Regions from separate parts of the Sus scrofa genome. Here all the other regions are linked to region 5. Evidence: chromatin contacts called from public Hi-C and HiChIP or PLAC-seq data. All regions are on one chromosome and are shown on one strand. The core of a region is the stretch at or near the end of the contact, and the rest is flanking DNA. Distances in the headings are between cores, read along the strand shown. Region 1 holds the start of GNL3 (guanine nucleotide-binding protein-like 3). Region 2 holds the start of ITIH1 (inter-alpha-trypsin inhibitor heavy chain 1). Region 3 holds the start of PARP3 (poly [ADP-ribose] polymerase 3). Region 4 holds the start of ACY1 (aminoacylase 1). Region 5 holds the start of GLYCTK (glycerate kinase).

Region 1 (2,700 bases), core at 134-2,633, 390 kb before region 5:
CGTTAACCACTGCGCCACGACGGGAACGCCGATATTACTTTTTAAAATCACTTTTTATAATCTATTTCATCCATAAACGATCGATTTGTTTAGTTTTTGATGACTTTGCTCTAGGGTCATATCCATTTATCCATTTATTTTGTTAAGTAATTAACTACCTCTGAAACCTATTTTAAGTATCCTGTGAGGAATTCCTGTCCTGGCTCAGCAGTAAGGAACCCGACTAGTACCTATGAGGAAATGGGTTGGATCCCTGGCCTCCTTCAGTGGGTTCAAGATCTGGTGTTGCTATGAGATGTGGTGTAGGTCAGCAGCTGCAGCTCGGATTCCATCCCCATCCTGGGAACTTCCGTATGCCGCATGTGCGGCACTAAAAGACAAAAAAACAAAACAAAACAAAAAAAAAAAACTGTGGGGCCCCCGATAAAAACAAACATGGGCCACCCAAGTCCCAGAGAATGTGACCTAATTAATAGATCTGGTATAGAGCCCAACTTTCATGGTCTCACTTTTCCAAGATAAGACTGGGATCACACACAGGAGCGTATAAGACTCAAGACGACAGCTACTTCTTGTCAAACAACAAAATCACAAAGGAAAACCTAACATTGGGTTTGAGAGGCGACTCTCAGACCTTACCAGGGCCGGACCGAACGTGGCCGTAGAAGGGAAAATGCTGGGCCCAAAACCCGGCTCAGACACTGAAATACGCCTCAAGAAACCCTACCCTGATCTTCATCCTTGGGACTCAGCCTTCCTTCTGTACCACGGGCCCGCGGTCAACGTGGGGCCTTCCAACCCTCGGATGGACCAGGGAGACAACCTACCCGCTAGACCCTTATTTCCACAGATCAAGCGGCACAGGCTCATCGACCATCAAGTCCCTCTACACCCGCCCCACGACCCGACTCACTCGGCCGCTTCATACTGGAAGCTGGAAAGGCAATGCCAGCAGTTACACCAGCGCTCGCAGACACAATGTGCCTCCGAAAGGGCCACGTGCGAATTAAGGCCACTAGTGAGCGTCACGCACTCACGCAGCTGCCGTAAAGCGCACCGCCGCCGGCGCGCGTGCGCGCGCACGCAGTGTCGCGCAGAGCCAGGATCGCTTGGCGGCCGCGGGGCTGGTTTTGCGGCGGAACCGGGAGGGGTGAGGGCGGTGAGGGCGGCGGGTGCTGGAGCGACGGCAGCGGCCGCGGCCGGAGGAGCAATAGCAGCAGCCGTGGCGGCCACGGGGCGGGGCGCGGCGGTCGGTGACCGCGGCCGGGGCTGCAGGCGGCGGAGCGGCTGGGTAAGGCCAGGCGCGGGGCGGGCGGGGCCGCTTCCTCTCGGCCGACTGCCGGGCCTTTGTGTGGGCCCGGGCGGGCGGGAGCAGCGGCGGAGGCCCCGCCCCGGCCGTGGGGACGCGCCGGTCCGGCCGGGTGCGCGGGGCGGGGCACGGCGGCAGGCTTCGTGACGGGCCCAGCAGCTTTGCCGCACCTGCCGGCCGGGACAAAGGCGCGCCGCGGCCCGGAAACTCTCGGAGACCCGCTTTCCCGCCCCCGGCGGCTGATCGAGCGCTTGTCGCGGACAGCTTCAAAGCTGTCAACGTATCTCTTAGTCCCCCGTAGCAGTGACAGGTCGTACCAGTGACAGGTCGGAAAGTCTTTCATTTTCTCCACAGTTCAAGGCCTCTTTTTTTTCTTGTCTTTTCCTGGCGGTTCGGGCGCAAAGCCTCCTAGTAATTTTTTAAAAACACTTTCTGGCTAACTGTGTTCAGACTGTTTTTTATCAGTGGGACTTGTATTTATCGTAGGGGCCGCATAGAGTTACTTAACTGCAACACCACAAATAATCAAGGTTTAAAATTGTGTAAACTTCTGAGTTTTAATATTTTTCCGTCTCAAAATTTTTTACTGAGAGAGAAACATGGTTTTGTTATTATAGGGTACATATTGGTGACTTAAGGGGGAAGAAAAACTGGCAAAAATTTAGAGGGGACCCTCAGAAACAAAGACAAATATACGGTATGGTGGTTATAGAAATTATTACTATGATTTTAGAAACATGTTGGAATAAAGCGTTTGTATTAACTTATTTTCCAACAAGCTAGGACTCCTCAAAAATGATTTCTAAGTATTGTTTTTTTCCATTTTGTAGTGTGCTCTTTTCCCAAATGTAATTCAGAAACAAGTTGGACTATACAAAAGCGTAGTAATTTCTGCTTTATAACTTGTTAGTATATTGGCCATGTTTTAAGATCCAAAGAAATATCGAATGATATCTTTTTTTTTTTTTTTTTTTTTCGTCTTTTTAGGGCTGAACCCACAGCATATGGAGATTCCCAGGCTAGGGGTTGAATTGGAGCTGTAGCTTCTGGCCACAGAAATGCCAGATCCGAGCCAGGTCTGCAGCCTACACCACAGCCCCCGGCAAATGCCCTATCGTTAACCCACTGAGCGAGAGATTGAACCTGCATCCTCTTGGATACTAGTCCGGGCTCGTTATTACTGAGCTATGATGGGAACTCCTGGATGATATCTTTTGAAGAAATATGTCAAACCAGTTACATGTGCATGTGGATGAGTAAAAGTGCTTTGACCACTGTCTTTGGCTTTGGAAGTGTACAAAATACCTCGCATATTAATATTCTTCCCAGATCTTCAAGATTAGTAAATTGTTGTATATGTATGAGAGACTACTATGAAGCCATCCAACATC
Region 2 (2,700 bases), core at 102-2,601, 460 kb before region 5:
GACCAAAACTGCAGCGTCCAGAACTCACCTGACGAGGCCAGAATTCTCTCCTGAAATGGCTGCTTTCCGGTACTGCTTCCATGCAGTCACTTTGTCCTTTATGTCCCCCACAAATGTGTTTTCATCTGCTGTGCTACAGGGAGGAAGAAGCCTTCAGGGAGGTGCCCCTCCCCAGCCATGCAGACCCTTCCTATTAGAGGTGACGCCAGCCCAGGTCCTGAAGAGGCCCTGTCTAGGTGAGTGCATCCCCCGACAGGGAGGTGGGCATCCATGGCCACAGGGTCCCACAAGAAGCCTTGGATGCCTGCTTTTGCTCCTCGGGCCCTAGGCTGAAGATATCCTGTCAGAGGCTCTAGTTTGCTCTCCAAGATGGGAGCCCAGAGCAGACCTAAAGGGCTTTTTCGTGCCTCACAGTCTGGGGTGGTCTGTGGCCCCTGGGGATGAGGGGATGGGCTGGGCTTTCTGACCACTCTGAGCTGTGGCTGCGGGCTGGGACTGGCAAAGCCATCAGAGCACATACATGGCAAAGTCGCTGATGAAGGCTGTCTTGGGGATTTCCACATCGAAGGCCACTTCCTTGGCTTTGTTGGCGTTGTTGACCACTTGGCTGGTGACGACGTAGTGGGCGAAGCGAGAGGTGACCTTGCAGTTGACTTTCAAACTCCGAATGACCACACCATTGACGGCCTAAAGTGAGACAGACGTGAGAGAGGTGGCCTGGGATGGAGCCTCTGAGCCATGAGAGGCCTCGGCACCCATCTCAGACACAGGGGCCGCTCTCTATGCCTGAGACCATGCTGTGGGGCATGAGGTGGAGGCGGGGAAGCCTCCATCTGCAGGAGACAGGCGTCTGTCGTCTGTCTGCCCAGGGCACGCCCTGAAGCACAGGGAGAACAGGCTGGAATAAGGGCCCCACCACAGACCCTTTTGCCAAGACTCTCACTCACTGTGTCCATAGCCTGTTGCTTCTGTAAAGCAAAACCGGGAGGGGCAAGTATGAGTGCAAACGCTCAGGGGAACAGGTCCTACCTGTTAAGGGATGGGAGCAGGATGTGGCCTATGTCCTCTACCCCTCGACCTCACCTTCCCCATGCTGCTGGGAGGTCACCTCTCCATTCAGAGGAGGTAGAGGCGTGTGAGTTTAGCCCCGGTCCCTGAGGCCCCATCTGGGCTCAGCTGCCTGTTTCTGGCCCAGGGATTTACTCACATACCTTGTTGCCTTTGGTACTGTCTGTGGGTGAACCTTGAGTGGGCATGGCCTGCAGGGCGAGGTGGGACGCCAGGCACAGGCAGAGCAGCCCCTGCAGCCCCATGGTGCCGTCCATGGACTCAAGCCTCTTGCTGCCTTATCACTTCACTCAGACCATTAATCAATAAAATGCTGGACAAACATGGATTAAACATTAGACAAGGCAAAGGCAAATATTACATTTGGGGGATAAAATTTGACAGTAATAGCTTTCTCCTTGGGGGGATTCCCAACAGTGTAAACTCCTGACCAGACTCAGAGTGTGCCCCTCGAAATAGAACTGCACTCAGCTGGCATGAATTGTGAAGACCCAGGTGGCCATTTAATCCTGGGTCTGTGGCACTGAGGCAACACAGTGATACTGTGGCATGTGTCAAGAAGCCACAGTTTAATAAGAATTTCTCAACTTCGTTAGATGTTCCTCTCCCCAAATTCTTTAAGCATCAACAGACTTTTCAGAAAGTCACACGTTGTCCAGGGAAGCAGATATGCTGGCTTAGAGAGTGTCTGCCCATATCCTCGTTTCTGGCACCAACTCTAATAGTTCTGCCAGAGAGAGTCTGAACAGTTCTGGGGATACGTAATGGGTGGCACATACTTTAGGACAGCCAGATTTGGAAAGAAGAGCAGAAGTAAGCTTCATTGTTCCTCCTGGGTAGGGATGCTTGGCAGGTACAGTGGAGATAAGGCTGAAGGCCATGCTTTCATGATGGAGGGCACAATATGAGCCATGCATTGCTCTAAGCCCTTTATGATCTAATTTTATCCTCATGGTGTTCCTGGAACACTGGTCCCACAGCAAGTGAAAGAGCAGGTGTTGAAACCCAAATCTTTTAGACCCCAAAGCCCAAGTCTATCACTTAATTACAGAAATGTCCTCTGCTTTGTTAGGAGGACAGAAGAAGCAGTCAAAGTTCTCAGAGACCCATTTTGTACCTGCAATTTCTCAAGTTTTATGCATTAAACCCTCCCTGTCCCCAACAAGCCACAGCACACTGGGCAGACACCACCCTTGGTCAATCCACTCTATGGCCCTGGTTGGGATGCACTGGTGGCCATGACCCTGATATGGCCAGGGGGCCCAGAGGCTTCTTTGATCTTGTTTGCTTGTTCTGGACTTTGTCTCACAGAGCAGCTTCTGGGTAAGTGTTTATTATCCCCAAGCAAGAATGCCCTTCTGGACTGTTTTCTGTGGAAGATGAGATGAATCAACATGAAACAGTATGTTGGGGGTTCTGATGATTTCCTGCACCAGTATCCACACAAGGCTTGTGTTGGGTTGGGCACATTTCCAGGCATCAGGACACCACAATGATGAAACTCAACTGCCTCCCAGTGTTCAGTGGGCTGATGCCTTGGGAAAAGGAGTCAGACAAGTCAAAGGAAGCCCATTGAATCCTAGGAGTGGTCAGAAGCTAAGGAGGAGCCTGAGGAAGCTGTGGAAATCTGGA
Region 3 (2,700 bases), core at 158-2,657, 360 kb after region 5:
GGCCCTCCCTCTCTCCCTGGCCACTTTACCTTCACCACGGCTTCTTGGACCTTGTCCTCTCTCTGTACATCAATAAGTGTGTACTTGCCGGGGTGGGCCACAAAGTATTCCCTCTCTGCCCAGCTGTTCTTAGTCTTGTCCCGAAATTTCTTCTCAAAGTCTTTCTTTGCATCCTCCAGTGACACGAAGTGGCTGAGCTTCGACTGGCCCACCTCTCCCTGCAAGTAACAGCTTTCAGGGGTGTGCCCACCCCAGTGCCCACCGTCAGTATTTGCTGGCCTCTGTTGTGCAAGCCCTGTGGACAACAGAGGTAGGGAGGGGGCAGCTGTGGCCTTTGGGCCTGAGTAAGCTGTAGAGACCCCAGGGGGCAAGGGGTGTGCACTGAGCATGGAGAGGTATGGAGGAGGCAGGCACAGGTTGGGCGGGTGGCACTCACCACACGGCCCCAGCGGTTCCAGCAGATGAAGCGGTCACCCTCTTCCAGCAGCTGGATGATGTAGAACTTGTTGTTGTTACTCCCGATGTTGGTCTGGTTCAGGGTGCAGTCGTAGTCTTCATGCACCTGTGGCCCAAGAGAGTGTTGTGTGTGGGGGTGTCAGGCTGGCTTAGGCCACCCTCGAGTGGGATGGGGTACCTGGCTGCATGCTGACAGAGGTCAGACTACACTGGGGTGTCAGAAGATGTCTTATCTAAGAACATTGCCTTAAGTGTGGTAGCGGGAGGCTTGAGAAGCTCAAGGGCCTGCCCTGGGGTCTGAAGAGTAGACATGACCCATCTAGATCTGATGGGATATAGCCTTTCAGAGCCTTGAGTTACATGGCCAGAACCAAGCAGGAGGGGAGAGGTCTGAATATATTTGTACACAGGAGAGAGGAGGTGCCGGGACTGGCCAGGAACTACAGCTTACCTTGGTCCCGGGGTTGTGGCTGAGTGGGCACAGGGGGTCCACTCGGATGATGCGCTTCTCTGTGGGTGCAGCTCTGAGGGCCTCAGCAGTGGAGCGGAAACTGTCCTCCTCTTCTGCCCCCTGCCTCCCCTTCTTCTTCTCAGGGCCCTCACGTTGCACCCCAGGCTTGCGCTTTGGAGCCATGGCTATTCCGGGACACAGAGAGGGCCCTCAGTCCTCTGTGGCCTTTGCACCCCACCTAGCTGGAATAGCACCAGCTTGCCCCACCCTGAGTTTGCCCTTTGGTGATCTCCCACTGCTTGCCCCCGCCCCCTGTGCCTCAATTTCCCCACTCCCACATCCAACCAAAACTAGCTCTCTGCACCCTAGAAACGCCCCTTTTTCCAGTCACAGAGACCAGGCCAGTCCCGTGACCGGGCTGCCCAGTCTGGTCAAGGAAGAGGAGCTCTCCACCCTCTCTAGCTCTCCCGTGTGTCCTGAGGTGAAAGGAAAGTGAAACAAGAATCTCCCCACTCCAACCTTTGGGCTCCTCCCCCCCCCCAGCACTCTGTTCCTCCCCCCTCTCAGCTAACTTGGGCCTGGCAGGGTTGCTGGGCTGAGTCATCCAGCTATGGAGGAGAGTGGGCAGTGGCTCCTGGGGGCAGCACTCCTGAGGCCAGATCTGTCCCTCCAGAGCTTGGAACGTAGTGGTGCAGAAACCCTCCCAGCAGGCTCAAGAGTTCTGAGGTACCAGTCAGTGCTGGACCACGGCTTCGAACTGCCAGAGAGCAAGAGCCAGTCACATTCAACCTGCCCTGCCCTGCCCTGGGGAAGGCTGTGGGCACGGCCATAGGGCACTCACCTAAGAGAAGCAGGGACCTGGGAAAGGTGGCTGCCACTGGGTGGGTACCTCCCAGACAGTGCTGGTCCCAGCAACCCTCTGTAAGCTTTAGTGAAGCAGAGAAAGAACTTGGGATGAGTAGGATTCCAGCTATTTGGCCCCCGGTCGGGTGAGTCAGAGGCTGGGCAGGACGAGGGCAGCCTGTCCCATGGATGGGTGGACACTTGATCAGACACAGCCAAGGCCCAGGGGTCTGGTGCGCCCTTAGCGCTGCTCATCTGGCCTGAGGCATGCAATATGTCTCCACCGGTTGTCTACGGGCCTTGGGCCCAGGTGCAGTCACTGCTTCGCTCACCCCGGAGCTACCTGTATCCCTCCCCCCCGGTTATTTAGTGCCAGACTGGTTCACTCTGGCACCCGCCCCTGACAGGGAGGAGTCACACTCCAGGAAAAAGAACCCCGTATCTCTGGCGCCCCCTACTGTCCAAGAGGTGCAAACACTGAGAAGGCGTCTGGGTCCGACCACTCCTTAGACGTCAGCCAGCAGCAGGGCGCACGCGCCGTAGCCTTGGGCCGGAAACGCCCAGGAGAGGCTTGCTTCCTACAGGAGCCTGGCGTGGGAGCCTATGGGAGCCCTAGGAGGCTTGGCTATAGGAGTTCATCCAATGGGAGCTTGGAGGCGTGACAGAACCAATCGAAGGACCCAGCGGAGCCGTGGGAGGCGGGGCCCACCGAGCAGTGGTAGCCTATCCGCGTGTGGAGTCTTGCGGACGCCCGGGTTTAGCCGCCACGTGAGTTCCTCGGTGTTAGCTGCAAGGCATAGTGGGCGACATGTCGGCGACCGTGGCGGCTCGAAAGCGGGGAAAGTCAGCCTCAGGAGCCGGGGCTGGTGCGGGGGCCGGCAAGCGGCGGCGAAAGGTGGGCGTGGCGCTTTGGCGGGCGGAGGTCAATCCCGCTACAGGGACCACCATCA
Region 4 (2,764 bases), core at 103-2,602, 320 kb after region 5:
CCCAGGGCCCGACTCCGCTCTCCACGCAGGGCCGCAGGCTCACCTCCACTTTCTGACAGCCCAGGCCCAGCTGGCGGGCTCTCTCCTCAAGGAAGGCCACAGCAGCCCCTGGGGACACAGAGAGCCTCACTGCTTCTTCTGTCTCCCCACACCTCCCAGGCATAACTGGTGGCACATCCAGAGAGAGGAGCAGACCCCTGGCTTAACACAATTCCACATCCCTCAGAGACATTTGCATTCTGTCCCCAAGGAAGAAGACCCTTTGTGGAAGGCCAGATGGGAAGTCCAGGGTGAAAAGCAGGTGTCATCGTCACCTTCCTTAAAGATGGGGAAATTAGCTCAGAGACATGAGGCTCACACTGCCTCCCAGCTGGTAAATCACAGACCAGGGGATATGGATTGGGCCCAGGTACACAGTTCCCAGCCATCAAGCTTGATTCCTTAAGGGCCATGGCCTCTGTTCAGCCCCAGTAGGCTTCATGGAGCCTCTTCTTCCCTTGCTGCCCCAGCCTCCCCTCCTCCACTCCAAGTCCTGGGGATTGAGGTGAAGCTGTTCCTTATTTAACCATCAGGAGTAACTTTTGGAGCAGCTCAGCCTCCAGGGAAACTCCCTCCACAGCCAGGAGGGGCTGCTGAGCAGTCTGTTGACCTAGGGAATAGCTAGAGAGGTGGGGAGACGCCATTCGAGGCTGCAGATCTAGCTCAGGTGGGTGATAGAGGTTGACTCCCGGTTTAGAGCACAGCCCCCGCCCCTGAGGCCCCACCACAGGCCGCGTTCTCACCGTAGTCGGGCTCAGGCTGGACGGTGCGGATGCGCAGGTACTGACGGAAGAGCGTCACGGATGGGTGCTCGCCCTCGCGACCCTTGCTGGCCATGGCGCTGCCCTGCCGTGGTGAGGTGGGGGCAAAGCAAGCGGCTATCTACCCTGCTCCGCCGCTGAGGCCAATGGACTCCATCTGCACGCAGCCCCTCCTCAGAGCGGTACCCCGATCGTCCCACAGGGAGAGGACACCCTGTCTCGAAGCCCCACCCGCCGTCATAGCGCTCCCATTCTTTTTCTGGAGCTGTGCTGGCCACTTTCAAAACACATTTCCTTATTTAATCCCCTAAAGAGCTCCATGAAGTTCGTGTCTCTGCCCACGATACAGGGGTAAAAGCTAAGAGGTTCAGAGACAGCTAGAGAGTAGCTGAGCCAGGTTTGGACCCAGATATTGACTCCCACCCGCCCCCCTCAAAAAAAATTATCCGGGTAGCCTGGATTTCAATCTAGGGAACCCCTCTACCGCTGTCCAGGGCGCCGCACCTCGCTCTCTTCCGATCTCGAACTCGCGCTTGCCTCTCAGCACCCGCCTGGGGACTCTCGGTGGAATTCGGGGTCTTTTGAGGTCTTAGGCTCAGAATTGCCCAGGTCCGCCCACCACGTGGCCGGACTCTAATAGCGGGGCGGGACCGAAGACTGCGAATCAGGGCCGCTCTAGTCGCTAAGGCCCATTCAGCGCGGGCGTCTCTGCCCGCCCCAGTTTCCAGCCTGGGCCAGTTACCCGAGGATCAGACTCAGGAGCCCGCCCCTGTGGCAGTTGCCACCCCCGCCAGCTCCGCCTCGCCCTCCCCCCGCAGGCTCACTCCTGCCCAACAGGCCCCGCCTTTGGCCCTAGGCAGCTGGTTTCGTCCCCTGCTACTTCCCGATAGTGCCCGAAGGGAGGAGGGCCGGCACTGACCCGAAACCTTGCAGCTGCCCTCTTGCTCTCGGGGTGCAGCCCTGCAAAGTCGTGCTGGGGCTGGCCAAAAACTCCTTTCCGCGAGTTTCTACCTCGCCCCTCTTCACGCCTCAGCAACTCAGGGGCCGCCTCCCTGACTGCCTCTGCCTCCTGTGTGGAGAGGCGGTGGATTATTGGTTAATATCTGTGAGCTTTAGGGGGCTGGCCCGTGTACCCGCAGGACTCTGTCCCTGGCAGGGCACAGAGCAGGCAGCAAGCCAGGAATGAAGGATAAATGGGCATGTATATGATTGTGCTACTGTGTGGGCAAATCTAAGTGTGTATCAGTGGGGGACTGTGTATGACAATGTGAGATGGTGGTTGGGTGTGACAGAGGATGGCACTGTGAGAGGATGTAATCGTGACACTGTGTGACAGAATGGGAGGTGGGAAACTGCACAAAAGCAAACATGTGGCACATTCTTGGTTGACCCTGGGCCAGGCTCTCTGGCACTTCTGCAGCCACCAGAGAGGGAAGATAAGAGGCACAGGCGTCCCACTGGCCACCCACATGTTGCACACAGTTATAATGTGTCCAGCTGCCCTTTGTACATTTCCAGAGGCTGAATCAGCTTGGGGAGGGGTGCGTTGAAGACTTCAACCTCTGGGCACAGAGGAGGCAGGCTGGGAGGGGAGGGTAAGGGCTCATCCAGCCCTCCTGGGGTTTAAGTCTAGGCTGCTGACCTATACATTTCTAGGCGCAAGCAAGCTTGGTGGTTCCAAAACAATCTATTTTGGGGGCCCAGGGCAGGCTACCCCAAAATGTGTCTCAATGGCATTTTTTAATGGCTGCACCCACAGCATATGGAAGTTAGTTCCTGGGCCAGGGACTGAACCTGTGCCGCCACAGAAACAACAGCAGATCCTTAACCCACTGTGCCACAGTGTGAACTCCCTCAAGAGCACGTTATTTTGAATTAAAGTTACTTAGGAAATGTCCAATGCAAGAGGCACATTCTGACCCTCCTTTCTGTCTTCCTGAAAGCAGGGAATAAATCCCTCATGC
Region 5 (2,779 bases), core at 10-2,509:
ATTCAATCTATGGCCAGGGAAGGAGGGAGGGGAGGGAGGAAGGAAAAAACAAAAAGCAAAAAAACCTGGCAACTTCTAGCCTTCAGCCATTTAGTCTACATGAAACTCAGCTTTCCCGGAAGAGAACCAAGCATGCCCCAGATCAGCTGTGAAAGGCAACACAAAGGGATCCAAAATGGGCTCAGCTGTGGCCTAGGACCTCTGGGGCTGGGCCATTAGAATTAGAGGTAAAAGCCCTTTGGCATGTAGCAATAGTTGATTTTTCAGCCTGGGTGAACTTTGTACCAGTTTCTCTGATGGATAGGGGCCTAGAGGATCCCAGCCCAGGGCAGGGGGCGCCCAAGACTAAGGTAGCCAGATAAAGTACAAGTCACTCAGTTAAATTTGAATTTCAGATAAACAAGTAGTTTGTTAAATGTAAGAACCTCCATACCATGTTGGGGACATACCTATACTAAAAAAATTTTATTATTATTATTTGTCTTTTTAGGGCCCCACCCACCGCGTACTGAAGTTCCCAGGCGAGAGATCCAATCGGAGCTGTAACTGCCACCCTACACCAATTGTCACAGCAATGCCAAATTCTCCGAGCTGCGTCTGCAATCTTTGCCACAGCTCCCAGCAACTCGGGATCCTTAATCCACTGAGTGAGGCCAGGGATCCAACCTGCGTCCTCAGGGATACTAGCTTAGCCACCACCGGAACTCCTTTTTTTTTTTTTTTGGCCGCAACAGGAGCATGTGAAAATTCCCGGGCCAAGGGTGGAACCCACGCCACAGCAGCGACTAGAGCCGCTGCAAGGGGCAACGCCCAGATCCTTAACCCGCTGAGCCACAAAGGAACCCTTAAAAACTTATCTGTTGTTCACCTGAAATTCGAATTTAATTACACGCCCTGCCTTTTTATTTGCAAAACCCAGCAACTCAACTCGTGACAACGCCTCTCCTAAAACCCCCAGCGATCCTGCGCAAAACCCGGAAATACTGAGCAGACCCGCCTCGAGTCCTCCCCCCACCAAGCGGGGCTGGAGCCCTTTCCTCCTTCGCCTGTCCGCCCAGCCCCGGAAATGACGTTACCCTGGGGCCGAGGCCTCAGGCCAACACGAAGGAAATGGCTGCCGCGTAACGTCCAGTAGTGACCCGAGAAATAAAGGGCAGCAACCGCCGTCACCAAGCCCAAGGTACCCGGTGGCCCTGGCGGTGCGGACTTTACTGCCCCACAGCTCCAGGCCGCGGATCCCACCTTTCGTGACCGGAAGTCCCCCAAGGGGGCGGGGCGGAATCCGGAACTTTTAGTGCGTGGGGCGGGGCTGGGACTTCTAGGGAGAGCTGCTGGAGGATCCGGACTGGCATCTTGGATCGGGGTTTTGGCTCATCATTGACCGACTACATCCCCGGCTGAAGGCACTTTCAGGGTTCAGTGTCTTCATCTCCACAGTGGAATAATAATCCCCGCTTCACCGACTGCTGTAATCCGTCCCCCTCCTTTATTCTGTATTATCCCATCAGTCTCAAATCATTCCGACCTACTGTTAGGTGCCAGGCACTGGACTAATCAAGCGGGAGGAAAAATCACTCTACACAACCCATCCACTCTGGCGCCATATTAAGTCATCCTTTCCCCTCACCGCTGTTATTCCACAATTCTCCGGTTACCCTTTCTCCCTTGGGCGACCAAATCACAGCTCCAACTCAGCAAGAGAGTTCTGCTTCGTGGTTCTCGAACACACAGGCAGTGTGTAAACACGAAAGATCTTAGGCCTCCCACGGAGTCCCCGCTCTCACCCTGAGCCTGGCTTGTTACCTTCCCTTATACAAAAAGACAATTCCTGGAGTTCCCCTAGTGGCTCAGCTATAGCTAACGGACTAGTATCAACGAGGACGCAGGTTCCATCCCCGGCCTCACTCCGTGGGTTAAAGATCCCGCTTTGCTGTGGCTGTGGCATAGGCCCACCGCTACAGCTCCAATTCAACCCCTAGCCTGGGAACCTCCATATGCCCCGGTGTGGACCTTAAAAAAAAAAAAAAAAAAAAAAAGGTGCAGAAGGGTACATTGTTGTTACTAATGTTTTCTTCGGGAGAAATGCTTTTATTCATTCCTCCAACACTCAAGAGACGTTTCCTGAGTGCCTTCTAGGTGGACCAAACGCTCTGTCTAGCTGCTGGGATGAGTAAGAAGTGGTACTCTTAGTTGAGAAATTTCTGCTTTTGTAATTACATTCCGACAGTGCTGGGGGCCAGAAGAGGGGGTGTAAATTTGAGCATCCTCTCATTATTTAGTCCCAGACTCTCATAAACAGACACCATTTACTGTGCCAGCGCTGTTATATCAGACTGTTAGCAGGAGATATATTATCTTTTTCTTTTTAGTCTTTTTGCCATTTCTTGGGCCGCTCCCGTGGCACATGGAGGCTCCCAGGCTAGGGGTCGAATTGGAGCTGTAGCCACCAGCCTATGCAAGAGCCACAGCAACAATGGGGATCCAAGCCTCGTCTGTGACCTACACCACAGCTCACAGCAACGCCGGATCCTCAAACCACTGAGCAAGGCCAGGGATCAAACCCGCAACCTCATGGTTGCTAGTCGGATTCATCAACCACTGCAGCACAAAGGGAACTCCTATATCCATTTTTTTAATCCCCATCCCACCCTACAGCTACTCACAAGATGCATTTAAAGATAAGGTTTTGTTATACAGTAAAAGAACAGAGACCATTCCAACAGAGAAAAAAAGCCAAATTAGGAGTCTTTATTACTGGCCAGGGCCACACACTGCCTAA

What was found. A called contact is a pair of places that touch in the nucleus more often than the background predicts. HiChIP or PLAC-seq counts read pairs in DNA pulled down with a chosen protein or histone mark.
Region 1: a contact with region 5 is called in an H3K27ac HiChIP or PLAC-seq map of alveolar macrophages. The contact joins the promoter of GNL3 here to the promoter of GLYCTK in region 5. A contact is called at or near these places in 1 of 5 promoter capture datasets (liver), 1 of 47 Hi-C or Micro-C datasets (liver) and 1 of 2 datasets of contacts at active chromatin or transcription factors (alveolar macrophages).
Region 2: a contact with region 5 is called in an H3K27ac HiChIP or PLAC-seq map of alveolar macrophages. The contact joins the promoter of ITIH1 here to the promoter of GLYCTK in region 5. A contact is called at or near these places in 1 of 47 Hi-C or Micro-C datasets (liver) and 1 of 2 datasets of contacts at active chromatin or transcription factors (alveolar macrophages).
Region 3: a contact with region 5 is called in an H3K27ac HiChIP or PLAC-seq map of alveolar macrophages. The contact joins the promoter of PARP3 here to the promoter of GLYCTK in region 5. A contact is called at or near these places in 1 of 47 Hi-C or Micro-C datasets (liver) and 1 of 2 datasets of contacts at active chromatin or transcription factors (alveolar macrophages).
Region 4: a Hi-C map of liver shows a contact between it and region 5, with 2.4 times the contacts expected there. The contact joins the promoter of ACY1 here to the promoter of GLYCTK in region 5. A contact is called at or near these places in 1 of 5 promoter capture datasets (liver), 2 of 47 Hi-C or Micro-C datasets (heart right ventricle and liver) and 1 of 2 datasets of contacts at active chromatin or transcription factors (alveolar macrophages).

The regions. Positions count from the first base shown.
Region 1 is chr13:34,818,926-34,821,625 of Sscrofa11.1, reverse strand. It overlaps GNL3 (guanine nucleotide-binding protein-like 3), which reads right to left and starts at 1,383. Exons shown (of 15, transcript XM_001928454.5): 1 at 914-1,383. The coding sequence starts at 926. It overlaps PBRM1 (protein polybromo-1), which reads left to right and starts at 509. Exons shown (of 29, transcript XM_021068909.1): 1 at 509-1,291. The coding sequence starts at 674.
Region 2 is chr13:34,890,990-34,893,689 of Sscrofa11.1, reverse strand. It overlaps ITIH1 (inter-alpha-trypsin inhibitor heavy chain 1), which reads right to left and starts at 1,351. Exons shown (of 21, transcript NM_213924.2): 1 at 1,212-1,351; 2 at 521-687; 3 at 29-133. The coding sequence starts at 1,325. NEK4 (serine/threonine-protein kinase Nek4) reads left to right here. Exons shown (of 18, transcript XM_021068940.1): 2 at 140-236.
Region 3 is chr13:34,075,201-34,077,900 of Sscrofa11.1, reverse strand. It overlaps PARP3 (poly [ADP-ribose] polymerase 3), which reads right to left and starts at 1,407. Exons shown (of 10, transcript XM_013981755.2): 1 at 908-1,407; 2 at 437-562; 3 at 30-218. The coding sequence starts at 1,090. It overlaps RRP9 (U3 small nucleolar RNA-interacting protein 2), which reads left to right and starts at 2,476. Exons shown (of 15, transcript XM_003358455.4): 1 at 2,476-2,645. The coding sequence starts at 2,559.
Region 4 is chr13:34,112,782-34,115,545 of Sscrofa11.1, reverse strand. ACY1 (aminoacylase 1) reads right to left here and starts at 1,352. Exons shown (of 15, transcript NM_213896.1): 1 at 1,305-1,352; 2 at 783-885; 3 at 44-108. The coding sequence starts at 876.
Region 5 is chr13:34,431,883-34,434,661 of Sscrofa11.1, reverse strand. GLYCTK (glycerate kinase) reads right to left here and starts at 1,259. Exons shown (of 5, transcript XM_005669627.2): 1 at 1,077-1,259.